2 separate regions of the Bombyx mori genome follow, and region 1 is linked to region 2. A link is a contact called in public Hi-C data. All regions are on one chromosome and are shown on one strand. The core of a region is the stretch at or near the end of the contact, and the rest is flanking DNA. Distances in the headings are between cores, read along the strand shown. Region 1 holds the start of Mek (MAP kinse-ERK kinase). Region 2 overlaps LOC101738898 (DENN domain-containing protein Crag).

The links. Hi-C and Micro-C count contacts between places; a contact is called where the count stands out from the background.
Region 1: a Hi-C map of whole pupa shows a contact between it and region 2, with 2.7 times the contacts expected there. The contact joins the promoter of Mek here to the enhancer-like site in region 2. A contact is called at or near these places in 2 of 7 Hi-C or Micro-C datasets (middle silk gland and whole pupa).

The regions. Positions count from the first base shown.
Region 1 is chr21:6,274,323-6,279,350 of ASM3026992v2, forward strand. It overlaps Mek (MAP kinse-ERK kinase), which reads right to left and starts at 2,436. Exons shown (of 9, transcript NM_001043457.1): 1 at 2,263-2,436; 2 at 1,581-1,735; 3 at 935-1,107; 4 at 400-675. The coding sequence starts at 1,699. LOC101739324 (chromatin assembly factor 1 subunit A) reads right to left here. Exons shown (of 6, transcript XM_038018440.2): 6 at 4,382-5,028. The coding sequence ends at 4,683.
Region 2 is chr21:5,700,517-5,705,898 of ASM3026992v2, forward strand. LOC101738898 (DENN domain-containing protein Crag) reads left to right here. Exons shown (of 34, transcript XM_012693346.3): 23 at 1-9; 24 at 949-1,057; 25 at 1,583-1,780; 26 at 2,457-2,531. Among protein-coding and RNA genes, the nearest start is that of LOC101746488, 16 kb to the right of the region's middle. Within about 2 kb of position 1,710, at least 3 of the 8 cell types and tissues checked have open chromatin away from gene starts, as enhancers often do.

The sequences.
Region 1 (5,028 bases), core at 1,186-3,685, 570 kb after region 2:
GGTATTTGCGTATCATTTATGAACAAATCAGTTATTGTCACTTAGTCACGTTTGCCTTTCAAGCGTCTATATGGTTCCAATAGAGCTCAAGCAAGCTGCTGTGTACCAACACTGCTGATTTTTTTTAGAATACCCTCAACTAACAATAAGTGGTTTAAGATTAGCTTAAAGAAAAATCAACAGTTAATATATTCTTGTAGCATTCTAGCAGAATAGGTAATTTAGCAACATTAATAAACAGATATGTGGCACCAACCTTTCAACTACAACTAATGACATATGCAATGGAATATTGCAACAAAGATACAAAATAATACAAATAGATGATTTGTATTAACATGTAAGAATTTCTAGCGATTAATTATTAATTTGATGTAGCATAGATCAATTAAACGTTACCTAAAATAGATTCAGGAATTCTTCCCGCCTTCTTCAATATAAGATCCAATGACCCTCCATCCATGTATTCCATGCATATAGAGATCTCGCCATCACTATAGAATGCTCCATAGAAGCCAACTATATGTGCAAAGTTACATTCATGAAGTACTTTTAACTCTCTGATTATCTGCTTTTTTATAGCCGGTTTCACTTCGAGATGAATCAACTTGCGTGCCATGATGAGTCCGGTAGATTTGTGACGAACTTTCATTACAACTCCACCGTTGCCTTGGCCTGAAATTTTATAATAATTAAAAGTCACTAACAATGTATATAATTAGTAATTCTTTTATATAGTTTAGTTATTCTTATTTTTCAATTACATTTTTTACTTTTCCTGAAATTACCAATTATAGGGTAAGTTTAATTAAGCATTTAAAGGTCATCACCAAGTTAAACTTTGAAGTTGTCAGTAAAGTAATTTAAAAATAGCAGAAAATTAAAATACTCACTAGTACAAATATTATTTTAGATACTTTATAAAATCACTAACCTAATTCACCAAGCTTCTCAAAGTCATCATCACTCAGCTCTCCAATCTTCTCTTTCTGACAGAGGAATACTTCTATCCTGCGCCTCTGAGTATCATCCATCTCAATTTGCTCCAGTCTCTCAGTTAAAGCCTCTATACTTGTCTTTGACTTGCCTGCTAACCCTTGCCGCCTACAACAATTTTACAGTAACATAAAAAATTTCAATGTAAATATATATGCTTATATATATTATTAAGAAGCTAGAAATGCAGTATATACTTGGTGCCATTCCATTTATATGGAGGACCATAATATCATTGTTGTGATGTTCATTGGCTATATTTATCACTATATAAAGAGGTAGGCTATGAATTTGGTCACCTGCCTAAGCAATTAACAAATAAAAACTGATAAACTGTTTAACTCTTGTAATGTAAAGCATTAGAAATGTTGGAAATAATAAAATGAAAATAATAAATACGAAAATAAACCATAACAAGTGTTTTAATGATATCTGAGAATCAAAAATTTAACTTCTATAATTATAATAATGAATTTCTTAATAATTTTAGGTTTGATAATAATACTTTACTGCTGTAAAGATTATTAAAATCCCTATTTAATAACTTCAACCTCATAACGAAGTTTCATTATTTATATACTTACTCATTTGCAGTAGCAGATTTGAGCTGTGGTGTCATGTTAGATGGCGTGGCAGCTGGGTTTGTGTCTATTGACCCTGGTGGAAGGGTCAAATTCAGTTTGTTCTTTGACATCTTACTCATTTTGATTTTTTAGATCTTCCCTCATCCATGAAGTATCTACAACAGTTGATTTATTATTAAATAAGAGGGTTTAATTTTTTTGAGGTTTTTGGAAATTTAATGACAAGTTCTAAGTTTCTTGCCAGTGTAAGCCAGCTATGCCTGCGTCTTTAAGTTTTGTGAAGACATTTTTGTTTTGGTAAATAAGCTATTTCAGGTCCTAGGTTATCTCGAAAGTGTTAAAAAAGAAAAACACTATTTTCCCCTTAAATATAATCTACTGTCTATATACTGTAATGTATCTGTACTATTGGTTTCTGATAAAAAAAACAATGTTTTTGTTGTTTGGATTATTCATTTTCTTGAGTAAAATTTTTGGTTAGAGTGCCTAATTATGATACTAATGATTAATATTTAAAATCTATTAATACTTAAACAAAAAGGATGTAGCAAGGAGCCATTATGAATTGAATTCAATTATTATATTCAAACGAAGTTTTTCTTAATTTTAAATGGAAATTTCATCGAACACCGCAAAATTTATGAACAACAAAAAGCGTTGTAAGAAAAAACAAGATTCATACTCATCAAATACCCATTTGTCAAGGCATTATTTTATAACGTTCACACAGCAACGGTATTTCTTACAAAAAAATTGAAACACAAACAAAACTACTCAAAAAGAGTCCCAAACCCAGCAATTAATGTCGGAAAAAACCTTAACTGAAAAGAAAATGTAAATCGAATATTCGTCACTCGCAAATTTTTTGCCGTAAGTAGATATGACATTTTTTTGATTCGTCTTTTGGATAGGCAAAGAGAATGTGACCCAAACAGCTTAACTACTCTTTTGAAACAAAACCTGAAGTTATAAAAAAAAAATAGAACTAGATTCTATAATTTACCGAGAAACCAAGTTGAGCAAATTTTTTTTTCAGACTACTACTCGCAAAAAATTCAAATCTAACAAGTAATAATAAAAATTATCTAATCACCAAAATATTGATAATAATAATAAATGATTTATGTTCGGAATTCTCATATCTTTTTTTCTTTCTTCAACAAACAAAAATTTAAGTAAAGGTTAAGGTAGGTATGTACAAAACAATGAACAAGAATATTGATGTTATGTCATAAATCGAAATATAATCGATTTCTTCCAGGCAACTTTATAGGAAGTTAATTTATTTCATAAAAATGATAGTGGTTATCTACGTTGCAAGTAGTACTATAGAAATACGTTGTGATCTATATGAGCTCCAGTAACTCTCTGAGCTGCTTTGCTTGTTATGCTCTCCAAGTTCTGAGCTGCTTTGCTCGTTTATGCAATTAAAAAATCAAACATAAATCATGAGAAAAAATAAAAATTGAAAAATACTATTAGATTGGAATAAGAATATTAAAATTCATTGACATGCTGCTTTAAGATATTCTTCGTCTTTTATGTATGGCAATTGGCTTCTTGCGATACCATTGTTGCCAATGTCCAGTTTATAAAAATCTTCAATTATTAAATACCTACCTTCAATTATAAAATAAATAATTAGAAAATTTGAAATTTTCTGTTATATCAAAAACTAGCAGCCCGCTCCGGCTTCGCTCGGATCTTTAGCAAAAATTTCAACGACGTTGTTTTACTTTTTTATATAAAAGAACACTTATTGTGGCATAACTATAATAGTTAGACATATGCTGTCGCGACACTTTTTGTAAATAATAATATGTTCTACAAAGTCGTAGTACATTATTTTATTCTGTCATCAATAGTTTTCGCAGGGCACGCAATGTAGTATGGATCCCAAATTTTTTTCAAAAAAGATTATAGCCTATGTCACTCGGGAATAGTGTAGCTTCCAAACAGTGAAAGAATTTTTCAAATCGGTTCAGTAGTTTTGGAGCCTATTCGATACAAACAAACAAACAAACAAATCTTTCCTCTTTATAATATTAGTATAGAAGTATAGATAATGGAGCGAAATGAGATTTAATTTAGTTTATTCATTTGAGACTGTAATCAATTGAGATGAAATTAAATGAAACGAGATGAGATGAAATAAAGGATCAGTAAGATTATGGTTATTTACTGAGACTTCAGTGGACTTTTAAGAACTTATGAAGCCACGTCCAACGGCTGTTTAATTTTTCCAAATTTGTGTATTTTAAGATGCCAAACAGTAAATAATGTACTATTATTACACGTTTAAACCTGAAGAAACACTAAATTAACAAAACTATTCAGACAGCTTTGCTCATATTCCCGCAAAAATACCTAAAGCAATTCAGTGTAATGAAGAGTGAAGTAATGTGGTTCAAAGTCCAACAGCCACTAGAGAGTATCTTCAACATAGTTTTCTGTTGAAACTATCGATCAACTTCATTCATATTGTGTAGTGGCATTTTAAAAGGACACTACTTATTATTCACAGATTAATTTACTAGTTATTTATACCTTTAACCCTTATTGTATGTTCCCACTTTGACACAAGATTGATATCTCAACCCGGAACAGATATATCAATCACTGTTCTGTACATTGTGTTTAGTATACCCCTATGAATAAATAGACTTATTATTTATTCATAGGTATACCCTAATTAACTAAATTAAATATAAACAATCTAACATCACAGCTATGTGATGATTATTCTATTTATCTTTCTTTTATAATTTCTATATCAGGATGAAAACAAAAAAAGTACAATATTAAGAAATGGGTTTATAATAATGTTGAAATAAAATTAGAACCTAGGCAATACATTAAAATAAAATCAAGCTTATTTATTTACAGAAATCACCTAATGCTGCTTGTTAATGTAACTAGCTCTAATACTAAAATAATATGCTCAAATATTTAAATATTGTTCAATTACAAATGAAATATCATATTAAATTTACTATTCAATAAAATAATACAAATGAATCATTTGCATCATATGGTCAAACATTGAAGCATTAAGCAATCAAGAGTTTTCAATTTTCTATTATATTTCAGAAAAGTGAAAACTCATGAAGACTTTAATTTAGTTAAAAACATATTTATGCCAGGCTGATTCTTTTTTTCGGGACCAATCTTTTTGTTTTCAACTTTAGGCGATTTTCCTTCTTTTTCCTCTGATTTGGGCTTTTTCTTTTTTTCAGATTTATTGTTTTGTTCACTGTTTTCAGAATTAACAGGTTTCTTTTTCTTAACTCTTTTTTTCTCTTGTTCGTCAGGTTCACTCGAAGGTTGTAAGAAAGGCGTTGGATCATCAATAACCATGGCTAGTTTCGAGAAGTAATTCCATAAAGCGTCAACGCATTTACTAGGCTTACCACCATCACTACTTTCCCAAAGTGGGCCATACATGCGT
Region 2 (5,382 bases), core at 460-2,959:
CGTTTACGGGTAAGCTTTATTTGTTCTATCATCTACATAGAATGTTACATTCAATTACGTTAGAATTCTTCGAATTTAATATAAACTAAAATTCGATGGATATTTAGTGTGTAAGGAATCGTTTTTCAGGTAGCGTTACTCCTCAAAGCATAAGGATAAGATTTTTGGGTGAACAATTTTACTTATGTTTTTCATCGAGCGTGCTGTTAAATAATTAAAATACAGGCGTCCGGTCTTTCGGGGTCAACGGCGTCTCTTAAAAATGAGTTAGAAAAGTTATATTTTCTAAATCGATGAGTAATCAATCATCATTAGCTTACCTAGTCATTGAATGTTTTTTTTGGTTTGCTTGTGAGGGAGCGTGTTACCATCGTCACAGCTACTGAGACGTTAAATTAAATCAGAGCTTGGAAATTTACAGTTCAGCAAACGCGCAGCACTTTTACTTAATTAAGATTAAGCTTAAGGCTGATGTTGACCGGCTTTAGCACCAGGCTCTTCAGTATACGTCGCTACTTCGATTGCGTTACAATAACGGATATATCGTGACCAAAAAAAACTTGGTGCTCGTGAATGAAGTGAAACTTCTTTTTCGATGTGTAGTATTGTGGTTTTCTTCATTTTTCATTCTTAAAACAGATTGCTCTTGTAATAGGGAATGCTGTGTATAAGAGACGCGACATCTTCAACATTTATATTATGTATATTTTAAATGATAGATATAAAAAAATATATTTTTTTTTAATCCTTCTTGGACGCTACTCGTTGCTAAGGCTCGCGCTGGCCTGTAACAGGTATACTACGCGCAAGCGTACGAGTGTCACGCATTCACACTCACTCTGTCTCTTTCTATTTCTCCTCCCCAGAAACGTTAAACCCTTAACGCAACCTTGTTGGAAGTCACATTAGAAGTTTCACTTCAAAAACAATGTAGAAACTTTGTTTTAGGTATTTCGAACGCGAAAACGAAGTGTTCGAGGGCGTTGAGCTTCCCTGAGGAATCTGACAAGGACGTGGATGTTGAGACGTTGAAAACATCGAAGGCTTCTCCGCTCAGGTCAGAATTTTATTGATATATAGAATTTTTTTAACCGAGTATTTTTTTTATTTTCATCTTCTAAATTATTCTACATTATTCTAAAACATAAAAGTTTCTTATTCACGACTTTGGTTCAGTTAAAACAAAATATTATATATGAAACGTGTGCTATCGGTTTTTATATGTGAATTCTTATAAACTTTTGGGACGTTACGAAATAAGGAAGATCTTCCCTCGAGCAGGTGAAATCGGTAGACCGACGTTATGAATGTATACGCAATCTTATCTTGAAAATATTGTTATTACGATTCAAGCATCTGTCAAATATTTTCTGTTCCATGAAATCCACCAGTACAAACTTACAAAGTGAAATAATAATACAAAAATTTGCTAGCGAAACACATATTTTTCTGAATGCTCCTGTTATATATATTTTTATTTGTAGACAAACACACATATATGAATATTGCGTAATCGCATTAGACGATACATTATTTACAATTAACCATGTATTAAATAAGGTTTCTTTATTTGACATCGCAGAGTATCGCCAAGAACACCAGTACTAAGTGACGACCCCCTGGGTGCCCTGAGCGTCCCCCCTGTCCCGGACGAGGCGGCGCCCCCGCGCACCCCCTCCCCCGCGGACCCTCCTCTGCCGAAGCACGAGCTTAGCGTCAGCCCTAAGCTCTTCCATCGCCGCAGCAACTCCTTCCAGGATGATCCGCCCGAACAGTTAGGGTATACATATTCCTTTTTTATTTACTCATTTTGCACCCGTAAACACTCAACTTTTATTTATATTATTGATAGCTTTATCAATTTATTATTGGGAACCAATTTTTTTATTTCTTAAATTGGTGCACAAGCTCACGGCCCACCCAGTGTTAAGTGGTTACCGTAGCCCATAGACATCTACAACGTGAATGCCGCCACCTTGAGACTAGAGTTCCAAAGGCCTCAGTTCAGTACAACGGCTACCCTACTCTTCAAACCGAAAAGCATTACTGTTTTACGCCAGAAATAGGAAGGGTGGCGGTACCTACCCGTTCGGACTCAGAAGACGACGACTTACCACCAGTAAATTTCGTAAAGAAAAATGTCTAGAAGCCGATTGTCCCACCTTGAACCGGACCCATTCAAACATAAAAAACAATTTTCGTACTTAATGCAGAAGAATTGGGTATTTCGGATTACACCATTTTTTTTTTAAGTATCTACTTCCTAAATTTCAACATAATTATAAACAGTATCACGTATAAAAAAGAATCTTAAATGAAAGTGCTCGATAAAATAAATGAACTTATTAAATACCTAGTCGCCCCCCACACCGCCCCCACAGCGGCGGGTTAGGGGGGCGACGCGTCCGTGTGACAAGATAACCTCGATAGTTTCCTGTGCGCAGGAAACTGCACAGGAGCGAGACGGTGCCCGCCGGGACGGTCTCCTCGAGCCTCGTTAGCCTTGGGAACACTCTGAAGCTCAATTTCGGGTGAGTCACAAAACAATCGCGCTTGCATTAGCAGCTCTGTTTACATACATTAGAAGTGTAAAGGCTAAAACAGCGATTCCCGATTAAGTTTGAAATGAGAAAATAAATACGAATTAATACAGTACCCGGCGATAAATATTGCACATCGATTTTTGGAAAGAGATAATCGAGTATTTGCGTAGTCGTAGAGCGCTATCTCTGTCGCACACTACCCGTGCGACGTTTGTCCTAGACCGGGGTAATGTGCGGTCGGATTTTTAGTGTTTCGAGCGAAAGAGACAATGCTATACGAAACCGAAATTAGCTGATTGTCTCTTTCTAAAAATCGATGTGCGATTTTTATCACCGGTAAGAAATATTTTTCACATTACAAATTGAAAATCTGTTAAGCATTCGACAAACAGAACGCGTACTTAGCGCCGCGTACTTAACGTCGCGCTCTTTTCATGTCACACCAATTGACTAGATGAGTCTTAACGCTCCTCGACGCAACGTATTCGCCAAATCATAGTGCCTTTCGATAGCAGTGTGAAAATTTAAAAGTATTAAGAAATCGAGTGATTCAGATGTGGCATTGTATAAGCATTGGTATTTTCTAACTATTTATATCATTTTTTCGGGCATTATCTAGTATTTTAATACACATTCACTCGGACGCTAAAATAAAATTTGTAAAAAATTTCAACGCCTGACGTCAAAGCGTCCTAATGCCGCGACATAGCGCTGCGTACTTATAGCGTTGGGGCTCTGTTTGACGGTATGTTACTATATTAGTACAACACATCACGGGGTCATAGCACGGAGTCAGTTTAGCGCTCTGACGCGCGCTAATTACGCGTTCTGTTTGACGAAGGCTTAAATGCCTTAAAAGTTAATAATATAATTTTTCTTGTTTTATTGAGTGCTTAAGATTACCTCTGGAGCTCTAATTGGGAAACACTGTACTAAATCATTAAACAAATCGCTTGAACTGAATTAAACTTGTTACACATCTTGAAGTCACATCATGTTTTAAGGTGGCTGCACTTCAAAAGAAATATATTAAAAAAAAACTGCCAATAAATGTAGTTCCATTAAAATTTATTATTTTTCCTTTGCTTTGTAGATTTACAATAAAAAAAAACCAATCTCATAAAATTCGATGTAACGAAATTCTTGAGTAGCGTTTTAATTTTTTTCGTATGTGATCAATTTGTGTATGTTTTTTTATTTGCATATTTTTATATATACTATTTATATATATATATTTTATAATTTAACCGCACAGCAAGTCGCGTATGCTAGCTTATTTATTTCCTTAGACGCTATTCGCCTGCACGGCTGTCGTTGCGAAAGGAAAACATGAAAATCGGAAAGGCTATGATCGAGAACTACTTCAGGTGAGACCTTGGAGCTTATTGTGTCTTTATAACGACCGCAGTTTTGTTTGCATATAACAAAAGTTTAACTTTCACATCGAATATAAGTTTCGTTCGCCTCGCAAAAACTTTTATTATTTTAATACATTTTAAAATCTCAACTATTTTTTTATTGTTTATGTATATATTTCGTTAAATTACTCCAGCCTCTTAGACATTGATTTTTTCGATGTCACAGTATTAACAAAAATGACGGTAACTTCGAGAGAAAAAAAAATTCGAAATATAAATAATTTGATCAGTTTTTCCGTACGCGAATCTGTGATATTAAGAACAGCACAAATGAATATAATATGTTAGATTAACTATTTTAGTTTGATTATATTATAATACTAGTGGTCCCCAAGTAGTCGAAATTCGACTATAATTAATTGAAATTTTAAGTTTGAACATTATTATGGTTCTATGGTCAAAGACTTCTATAATCTTCTATAATCTTACTTCTATAATCACAGATTTCGCCAAGACTACACTATAGGCAAATAATATTAAATTTTTTTTTTTTTTTTTTTTTTTTATTGCCCTTGTAGGCAGACGAGCATACGGCCCACCTGATGGTGAGTGGTTACCGTCGCCCATGGACTTCAGCAATGCCAGGGGCAGAGCCAAGCCGCTGCCTACCGTTTAATACTCTCCACAAGCCTCGTTTGAAGAAGGACATGTCATAGCGCTCGGGAAACACCGTGGAGGGGAGCTCATTCCATAGCCGGATGGTACGTGGCAAAAAAGACCTCTGGAAACGCACTGTGGATGACCGCAGTGGCTCCAGGTAGTATGGATGAACTCTACTCCGGTGGCGGGCGGTGCGATGGTAAAAACGAGATGCCGGTATCATCTCGAACAATTCCTCAGAGCACTCCCCATGGAACATACGGTACAAAATGCAGAGGGAACCGAAGTCCCTCCGCAGACCCAGAGGCTCCAAACGATCCGTGAGAATGGGATTATCGACAATCCGAACGGCCCTCCTCTGTATGGAGTCAAATGGAAGAAGCTGGTATTTGGGAGCCCCGGCCCAGAGATGGGAGCAGTACTCCACGCGAGGCCGGACTTGTGCTTTATAAAGCAAAAGCCTTTGTCCAGGCGTGAAGTACCGCTTCGCTCTGTTGAGGACTCCCAGCATTTTGGACGCCAACTTGGCTTTGCCTTCCAGATGACTCCGAAACTGGACATCGCTCGAAATGTCGACCCCAAGTATCCCAATACTCACGGAAGGTTGCAGGGATACTCCTTGGAATTGCGGCGCCATGACAAAGGGGTCCTTCTTCGCAGTGAACGCGCAAACTTGTGTCTTTAACGGGTTGAATTGAACCAAGTTCAATTCACCCCATTTGGAGACTCGCCCCAGAGACAATTTACAAACAATTTACAAATTACAAACAATATTAATCTATTTTCAATTTGACCACAGACTTTACCAATAAACAAAAGAG